2 separate regions of the Mus musculus genome follow, and region 2 is linked to region 1. The links are chromatin contacts, called in public HiChIP or PLAC-seq maps. All regions are on one chromosome and are shown on one strand. The core of a region is the stretch at or near the end of the contact, and the rest is flanking DNA. Distances in the headings are between cores, read along the strand shown.

The links. HiChIP or PLAC-seq counts read pairs in DNA pulled down with a chosen protein or histone mark.
Region 2: an H3K27ac HiChIP or PLAC-seq map of embryonic stem cells shows a contact between it and region 1, with 18 read pairs. The contact joins the promoter of H2ac12 here to the enhancer-like site in region 1. A contact is called at or near these places in 8 of 39 promoter capture datasets (the 3T3-L1 cell line, the SN4741 cell line, cranial neural crest and 5 more), 6 of 15 datasets of contacts at CTCF or cohesin (CD8 T cells, the NIH/3T3 cell line, embryonic stem cells and 3 more), 37 of 484 Hi-C or Micro-C datasets (B cells, the Ba/F3 cell line, ECoMG-derived neutrophils and 21 more), 48 of 115 datasets of contacts at active chromatin or transcription factors (the 230-238 cell line, CD8 T cells, the HPC-7 cell line and 29 more) and 5 of 9 other capture datasets (adipose tissue, embryonic stem cells, liver and 2 more).

What each region holds. Positions count from the first base shown.
Region 1 is chr13:21,857,614-21,862,312 of GRCm38.p6, forward strand. No RefSeq gene overlaps it. Among named protein-coding and RNA genes, the nearest start is that of n-TTagt4, 3.9 kb to the left of the region's middle. Within about 2 kb of position 1,833, at least 7 of the 459 cell types and tissues checked have an H3K27ac peak or open chromatin away from gene starts, as enhancers often do.
Region 2 is chr13:22,033,809-22,038,507 of GRCm38.p6, forward strand. H2ac12 (H2A clustered histone 12) reads right to left here and starts at 1,835. Exons shown (of 1, transcript NM_175659.2): 1 at 1,314-1,835. The coding sequence starts at 1,744. The coding sequence ends at 1,358. It overlaps H2bc12 (H2B clustered histone 12), which reads left to right and starts at 2,013. Exons shown (of 1, transcript NM_175665.2): 1 at 2,013-2,512. The coding sequence starts at 2,079. The coding sequence ends at 2,459.

The DNA.
Region 1 (4,699 bases), core at 583-3,082:
AGTCCACACAGAAATTTAAAAAGAAGTACAGTGGTAGAGAATGTTAGGGAAAAGCTGAGGGCCAGCTCTTCTGACCTGGAGTCCAAGCAGGGACTTTAGGAATGAGATGAAGAAGAAAACAACCACATTGCAGAAAATGGCTTCCAAACACTGGTATGCTCCAGACTCGCCACAGTCCACTGTCCGTGTGGTCTGCTGTAGTGTTTCCTTTAATGTCTAACACAGAGGCTGAAGTCTACAGTTCCACATAAGCTCAGGATCTTTGGCCATCAAACACAGACAACTAAATTTTAAACTGCCTGGTGCCACACCTTAATCATGATCACACAGAAACCACTCAAGCATACTTTCTAATTATGACAACATTCCACTGTGGGGTGTTTGGAGTCAGTGGTTCCTGAGACACTAGAGATGGAGTTCCAACCAAGTCCCAGACATGTATGTCACAAGCTAAACTCACTGTATTTGTTTTAATGAGAACTGCTCCCATAAACTCATATATTTGAATGTTTGGTTCCCAGTTGGTGAACTGTTTAGGAAGTATTAGGAAAATGTGGCCTTACTGAAGGAGGTGTGTCACTGGAAGTGGGCTTGCAGGTTTCAAAAGCCCAAGTCAGGCCCAGTCTCACTCTCTCTGTAAGCTCTTATCCACTGCCTCAGCACCAAGTCTTGCTACCTGCTGCCATGGTTCCTTCCATGATAGTCATGGGCTTTCCTTCTGAAACTGTAAGGAAGCCCGCAGTTAATTGCTTTCTTCTCTAAGCTGCCTTGGTCATGGTATCTCTTCACAGCAATAGAACAGTAACTAGGACACTCCCCAACCAACAATCCTCCTTAAAGCCTGTGGTAAGATCCAACTTCTCTCACCTATTAACACCCTTCAAATTATTAAAAGTCCTGTTGGTTTCAGCAGCACCACGTGTGAAATGTCTATTCCCTCTGCTCTTTATCTGTCTCTGTCTGAGTCCCCAGGATCTCTCCTTTGCCACAGTCTACACCAACCTCTACTTACTCCCCCTGCTTTTGAGATCAGTGGTCTAATTCAGGCATGTGGTTGGTGATCACTTGTAACCCCAGTAATAAGGAGGATTGTGGTTAATTCTTAGTCAGCCTGGGCTACACACTGAAACTTTGTCTCAAAAATCAAATAATAAATTTCCAAGTCTTTGTTCTTTCTTTCTGGATCCCAAGCTGGCCTGGAGCTCACCTCATAGCCCAGGGTGACTTTGCATTTGTTACAATCTCCTACCTTAGCCTCTAGGAAGCTGGGATTACAGGCACCACCAGGCCTGCTTCTCTCAGCTTCCACAGTAACTCTGTGTCTTTCTGTCTGTCTGTCCCTCCTCACTTCCTTCTTCCTTTCTTTTTCTATGTCTCTTTGGAGACAGGGTCTGATTCTGTAGCCTAGGCTTGCCTGGAACTCGCAGTACTCTTCCTGTCTCTGTCTGCCAGGTACTGGGATTTGAGATGGACATACTATTGTGGGATTCTGATCAAAGAGACAGAACTCTAAAGACAGAACGTTAAAACGGCTTTAATGTGCATGCACAGGGTCAGGTGAAGTATGGTTTGTAAAGAAAACTTACAGTGAGTACAGCAAAATGGTGCTTTTTATGTGGCTTCTGCTTCTTTGTCTGCTGAATATGGTAAGCTTTTAGTTGTTTTAAAACCTTAAAGTAGGATTCTAAAGATGGCATGGATGTGGAGGAAAGGAGGGCTGCTTGGAGCATGTAGGAACATCTCACATAAGCATTTTGTCAGGGACTAAACCATGCAGCAGACTCTTTGTCCCTCCTTCAAGGTCTCTGAAAGGCTTATTAAGGAGGGAGGGAGGTGTGAGAGCTGTATGCTCAAGGACAGTGCCAGACTGTGCAGCTGTTTCTGTTTTTCTATTCTATGGGTCTTACCGGCCCCAACCACACCACCACATCTGGGCTCTTAGGGTGCTTTCTGAAGCAAACTATAATTGGCTCCTTCTTTCTGCTTTATTTTATAATCCAGTTCAACAATCTCTGGGTTTGAATCCTCTGCTCCATTTACATTTGATGTGGTTATTCATATGATTGTATTTTTGAGGAGTTCATTTTTCATATCCCATTCAAAAACTAAGCCTAGGACCATTTAAGCCATTTGCTATCTCTACTGGGGGGAAGATTCTGCTTCTGCAGTCTGCCACTGATCCACTTGACCTTAAGGCTGCCTTCTGCAGCCTCCAGTAAGAATCTCAAAGTAGCTGGAGGCTAGGTAAAGTCTTGGCAGGGAATTGCACTTCGCTAAATTGAAATCTCCAGGAGAAAAGGGGAGAGGGAGTTATCTCTGCCCTTTATTCTCAGTACTTGTAAGACTCAGAGCATGTGTTCTCATGGAAAAAACAAAACAAAACAAAACACTGCAGGTCTGCACATAAATTCAATCAAAAATTGAATAGGAGGTTATAACAGAGAATGCCTATGTGCGCATACACTAAGAGCAATTATCTGGCTAAACTTTCACCATTTGTTAGTAGCTTGCAGTCGTGGAAAATTTTTAGACTATAACTAAGCTGTCATTGAAGTTTTGACAAACTCAGTCAATATCTTAGCCCCTGTTTTTGCACCTGGGGTCCTGTGGTACATATCTTCTTTACAACATTCGGTTTATGATGGAATATGCCCTAAATTTTAGAAGTCTGCTGTTTTCTCAGAAACAACTAAGCAGTCCTGTTTTAAAAGGAACTCGATGTGCTGTGGAGGTTGTCACTTGGAAACAATGGAAATCCTGACATGCTAGCTGTTTCTGCAGAATAAACGCTCTTTGTCTTTGTATATGCAAATCTGAGTCTGGGGTCTTCCTTCCTTCGGTGTTTTTCAGACCCTTGCAACTTAATCTGTGACAGAATTTTCCCTGTCCGATCAGATTAAAATATTAGTGCAGCAGGAAGCCTGTGATTAGACAGGGGGAAGGAAGGCTGAGCTAGGAGTTGCAGAGACAGAGTGTCTCAGAAGGAGGAAGGTCAAGGTGGAGGCGGAGTTGTGAACCAGAGTGGCTTTAACCAGCCATTGGTAGTCATGACCTCATAAAGGTTAGAATATTGGAATAATTTGTCTAATCTAGGTGGGCAGATTTTATCATTACCAATTGACTCTGAAATTATTGTATTGGCATCTTGTGTATTGAGAATTTATTGATATATAAATCTAACTAGTTAATTATAAGCTTCAAGAGTTTTGACTTACTCTGTTACTGAAATGTGGGACCACTGACTACAGGAGTTTATGGCAGAGAGGGAACTATCAGCTCCAGAGTCAAGCAAACCAGAGCTGGGAACACAGCAATCTGTTGCTGAGGGGGCTAACTAGAGACAGAGCTCTCAGGACCACTCAGGGGCCCGAGAGTTGCGGCACAAGGGCGGAAACATGCTGGTCGATTTTTTAATATTTCCTGCAACGGGTGTGTTTGCTTCTTTTTTTTTTTTCCCCAGAACTTTCAGGTTACATTTAAATTGTTATTATGAGAAATCTTCATTTTTTTAAATGAAGGCACTTAATGCTATGATTTTTCCTCTTAGCACTGATTTCATTGTGTCCCATAAATTTTGGTATGTTAGTGGGGCAGTGGTGGTGCACGCCTTTAATCCCAACACTTGGGAGGCAGAGGCAGGCAGATTTCTGAGTTCGAGGCCAGCCTGGTCTACAGAGTGAGTTCCAGGACAGCCAGGGTTATACAGAGAAACCCTGTCTCGAAAAACCAAAAAAAAAAGAAGTATGTTGTGCCTTCTAGAATGTCTTTGATGTTTTTCTTTATTTCTTCTTTGACCTATTTGACCATTAAGTAGAGAGGGAAAAAAAAAGAAATATGTTGCTCTTGTCACTGCTTCTGGTGTCACCAAAGTCATCTTCCTTGCCTGGTGACTCCAGCTAAATCCCCATAGACCATAGTGGAGGCTCAGTGGCATTTTCTCCTTAGAACTGGTTGCAAACAAAGGGCAAGGTGACTGACATGTTTTAGAAAAGTGTCCTTGGAGACTAAACCAGTGCAGGCTTGAGGAGTCTCCAACAAAGGCTTGGCCTCTCAAAGACAAGACCATACTAAGTTGAGCTAGTAAGCCAATTTCCCAGATCAGATCTTGCATATGCTCAGCAAACCTGCTGAGACCCTCTACCACCGCTGTTGGGCCTCGGCTTTCCCATTGGTCAGAGTGCACATGCCTGTGTTTAGATGCGTTGCTTGGCAACAGTGGGATGGCCTTCAGTTGACAGGAGTGCTGCCTAGACTCTATCCTACTGAGCTTGCTTTGTGGGTGCTTCGTCCTAGTGTTGCTGGCAGTGGTGACAAGACCCATATTCAGATCTATATCAGTGTGTTGATTCTGAGAGTGGCCAAGAGCCAAGAGGGAGGGGAGGGTTCGGGGTGGGTGGGTGGGTAGCTCCTCCATGAAGTTCTTGTGCTTCTGGAATCGAAGGCAGTCTTCCCCTGGCTCCTCCACCAGCCAGAGGGAATCTTTCCCGGGCTCTGGGAGGCCATGTTGAAGTATTACTAGCCCCAGAAAGCTCAAAAGCTACAAAGCCTTCAGAAAGATCCACAAGGCTGCTACTCTGTTGCCACGGTAGAGCACATACTTATACTTGGGAAAAATGGCACCAATGACAGAGTCAGGAATGACAGGTGACTGGGGCTGGGAGTCAGGGGAAAGGGGTAGGCTTGGAGGTAGGTGGAGAAA
Region 2 (4,699 bases), core at 585-3,084, 180 kb after region 1:
GTTAAATACTAACAAGATCCATCTTGGGGCAAGTGACAGCCACATTCATAGTGACTTTTTTTGAGACCTAAAGCCTATTAGCTAACAGTTATCTCTTAGATGTATTTCCATACTTTACCATCTAACCTAAGCGCATACTTTGTTCTATCATATCGTGCTCACTGAGCATTTGAACACAGACATGGCCCTGTGGAAGGAGGATCAACTAGACCTTATGTCCTATCCAGTGTCTTTCCAAAACTACTAAACAAGTTAGTCATACAGTTTACACTCTCTCTCTCTCTCTCTCTCTCTCTCTCTCTCTCTCTCTCACACACACACACACAGGACTGGTCCTTTCAGGTCTGGTGGGACTAACTGACTAAATCACTCTCTTATATTCTGATATTGCCAGTCACCGACATGCTATTCTCAGAAACTCTTCTCTAAACTCAGAGTCCGATTTCCACAAGTCCATAAATGTACAGAATTTCCTGTTTCATGGGCTGCTGTTGGAACTCCTTTTCCAGCTTCTCTCTTTGCAAGTGGCTGGCGTTACTGAAGTTCTCAGTAGTGACACACTAGGTCACACCAACTGCTTACAATTTTGTAGCCTCTCAGATCAATAATACTGAACTTGGAATCATTATTTCAACACAATTAATTAGGCTCTATTTTTAGAAATGAACTGCAGAGCACACATATTCTTTACACTGTTTTGTTAAATTTTATTCTTGGGTCAAGTTGAGGACTTTATCCCCTTCGTTACCAGGCAGGCTCTTACCCCCCCTCCCCCCCCCGAGTTTCTGCTCCTTTGAGCAGTAAGATTTGTGAAAACATTATGGGGATTTAGAAGAAAAAAAAAGTAACTTAAAATTGATCGTTTACTTCTGGCTAGCAGGTGGGCATGCACACACACCAGTTAAGCAGCATTAAGACCTGTAAAGTCTTCTAACATGTTCTGCTGCAAAGTGGAAAAAAAAAGTAAAACCTCATCTGTTGAAGGTTAACCAGACCTGGTGTCTATGATAGATTATGCCAGCTTGGGAAGGTCAAAGTCCCAATATCCAAGGCAGAGGCAGACTGGCTTGTCCTACAGTGGGTTTTAATGAGATTGTCTGAAAAAACAAAAAATACTTGATGAAAAAAAGACCAAGAAAGCAGTTTCAAGATCCAAATATTCCTAGAAGGGTTAAACTTGAATGCTTAAGTCCCACGCGGAGAGAACACATTTACACTGGACTGCAGCTTACTCACCACGTGGTTGGAATTAGTACTATCACTTCACAAAGGAGATCTTAGATTTACATGTACCAGCTTCTTTCTGGACTTTGTGTGTGGCTCTGAAAAGAGCCTTTGGGAGATATTGAAACCTGCTTCACTTGGCCTTGTGGTGGCTCTCGGTCTTCTTGGGCAGCAGCACGGCCTGGATGTTGGGCAGGACGCCGCCCTGCGCGATGGTCACGCGGCCCAGCAGCTTGTTGAGCTCCTCGTCGTTGCGGATGGCCAGCTGCAGGTGGCGCGGGATGATGCGCGTCTTCTTGTTGTCGCGGGCCGCGTTGCCCGCCAGCTCCAGGATCTCGGCCGTCAGGTACTCCAGCACGGCCGCCAGGTACACCGGGGCGCCGGCGCCCACGCGCTCCGAGTAGTTGCCCTTGCGGAGCAGCCGGTGCACGCGGCCCACGGGGAACTGCAGGCCGGCCCGGGAGGAGCGGGTCTTGGCCTTGGCGCGAGCCTTGCCGCCCTGCTTACCGCGTCCAGACATATTGTACAACTTAAAACTTCCCTGGTAAGCGTTAGCTAAACAGCAGAAACAAAGGGAAACTCTGTAGATTTTTATAGTCAAGCCAGGGCGCGAAAAAGGAGGCCCGTCATTGGTTAGCATTGTGAGTTCAACTTAACCAATGGAAACGAGGTTTTGGGAGTTGTGTATTCTCATTGGGTAAAAGCAGGCTCAGCCTTTTCTCTGAGTGACCACTACCCAGACAAGGGCATTTCACTTTATTTGCATACGAAGTTCTAGATAAAGAGTACCCGTGGTGTTCCTATCTGCTTGTCCTGTTGGGTGTTCAGCTTTGTTTTCTATTCATTTCTACGCCATGCCTGAGCCTGCGAAGTCCGCTCCCGCCCCGAAGAAGGGCTCCAAGAAGGCCGTCACCAAGGCCCAGAAGAAGGACGGCAAGAAGCGCAAGCGCAGCCGCAAGGAGAGCTACTCGGTGTACGTGTACAAGGTGCTGAAGCAAGTGCACCCCGACACCGGCATCTCCTCCAAGGCCATGGGCATCATGAACTCGTTCGTGAACGACATCTTCGAGCGCATCGCGAGCGAGGCGTCCCGCCTGGCGCATTACAACAAGCGCTCGACCATCACGTCCCGGGAGATCCAGACGGCCGTGCGCCTGCTGCTGCCCGGGGAGCTGGCCAAGCACGCCGTGTCGGAGGGCACCAAGGCTGTCACCAAGTATACTAGCGCCAAGTAAACTTCTCAATAGGGTTGACGTCTAGCACCAAAGGCTCTTTTAAGAGCCACTAAACCACCAGTATTAGAGCTGCAAACATGAATTCACCTTCGAGTACGGCTCTTGATTCCTGTGGCAGGTGTATGTAGTGTTGAATGCACTACAGAGTTGCTTGTCTCGGTCAGGGTCTCCCAGTTTTGTGTAAGCCACAATGACCTTTTGACTTAAAGTTATATTGTATTCTGGCGTAATTTGTTCAAAATCAGGTCAGGGCTGAGGGTGTAAATTCAGCTGGGAGAGTGTTTGGCATACCTGAAGCTCAGCTTAGTCCCCATTGCTGCGTAAGTTTGGATGAGGTGGAGCGCATCTATAATGCTTGTGTTCTGGTAAGTAGAAGTAAGATTAGGATCTTAAAATCGTGTTCTGTGTTAGAAATTCTGGCTAGGTTAGCTTACAAGATCCGGTCTCCTGTTAAAAAAAGTTAAATGGAGGCTAGTTAAGCCAAACCAGACAAAACCAACGATTTAAACCTTGCTGTAGTTGTGCCTGCCTTTATTTGAACCCAGCACTCTGAAGGCAAAGCCAGGTGGATGCCTGTTTGAGGCCGGTCTAGTCTACCGAGTGAGTTTGAACAGTCAGGGCTGCACAGTGAAACCCTGGGGTGTGGTGTGGAGGCAGAGGGGACCCATGGGGGACAATTTATTTAAAGGGAAACATTTTTGCCTCTTCCCTGTCTAAGCTTTAAGGATACAGATATTGAGAATACAGGATGGATTGCTTTCTCCTGGAGGTGATCTTACAGGTGAGCAAGGTCAGACTGGAATATTTTATCAAGCAGAACAAGTTTTCTATCCATCCAAGTCTTTATTAGAAATTTGCCTGTTAGGTTAATATTCTGAAAACATATAAAATGACTGTAATCACTTCTTGAGTGCTTATCAACATGCCAAGCATATGAACCCATTTAATTTTTTTTTTTTCGAGACAGGGTTTCTCTGTGTAGCCCTGGACCAGGCTGGCCTCGAACTCAGAAATCCATATGCCTCTGCCTCCCAAGTGTTGGGATTAAATGCGTGCACCACCACTGCCCAGCCCATTTAATCTTTACACAAATCTGAGGTAGTATTTACTATTTTATTTTATTTTTTTTAATGCTGGAAGCAATCTAGAGGGATATAAAGAAAACTATTTTCAAAGCAAAGAGCAAGGGTGGAGGTAATTAATTGGAGAAGGTATCTATCACAAGTAAATGGAGGGATGGTGTAAAGTGAGCTTTCTAGAGTTTCCCAAGTCCAATTTTCTCTGCTCTGTCCCATTCACTCTTAACAACGGCAGTGTTTATAACCCTTAGGCAGATATCAGGTAGCTGATGGGAGGAAACCACTAGTGCAGTATGCTGCCTATTTCAACTTCATGAGACGCTTAAGAGAAATAATGCTTGCATGTTTCTTCAGTTAGTACTGTAGGTCTCTACTATCCAGGGTTTTGTTTGTTTTTGAGACAGGCTCTAGCTATGGAGCCCTGGCTGATTTGGGACTCATTATGTAACAATCCTGGCCCCCTGCCTCAGCTATATCTGATAAATAGGGCTCCCCCCACCCCCTGTTTTTGAATGATGATAGATTCAACCTTCAGGTTTATTTTATTAGTCTTGGATTAAGCTTTTTCAACTCCCAAACTCTCAGTAGGATGCTGATGTTCTTAACTCTAGATTAGTAAGCCAGTTTTCAAAAATATATCATTTTGACATTACAAAGATAATTTTTTTTCTCTGAAATTCTTAAAATTCACTGATTTAATAGAAAACCTGGTGGGAGTAAGGCCTTAGCTTTCATTGCAATGGCCATTACTCTCCTTTCATGTGGATCTCACTTTGTTCCTATGGAGAGAACAGAATTAACAGCTGTTATGAATCAGAAGTAAGATCAGTGCTCATAAACAGCAAAATTAATGCACAAAGCTTAAATAATTTGGTTAAAATTATGAAGGTCAGGACAAGATTCCAGTACAAGGTTCCAGGATAGATTCCCTTCTTTTCCTTTTACCTGTCTCGCATTTCCTCCATCCTCAGTCACATATATTAGTTTCACTTAACTTTGGATAAAACAAGATTTTAATTGTATGCTTATATTTGAATTATTAAAAGTTTAATTTGCTACATTAATGCCCCTTAAAAGAATTAATTTTGGGTGGTGGTGGCATATTCCTTTAATCCCAGCACTTGGGAGAGAGAGGTAGGTGGGTCTTTAGGCCAGCCTGGT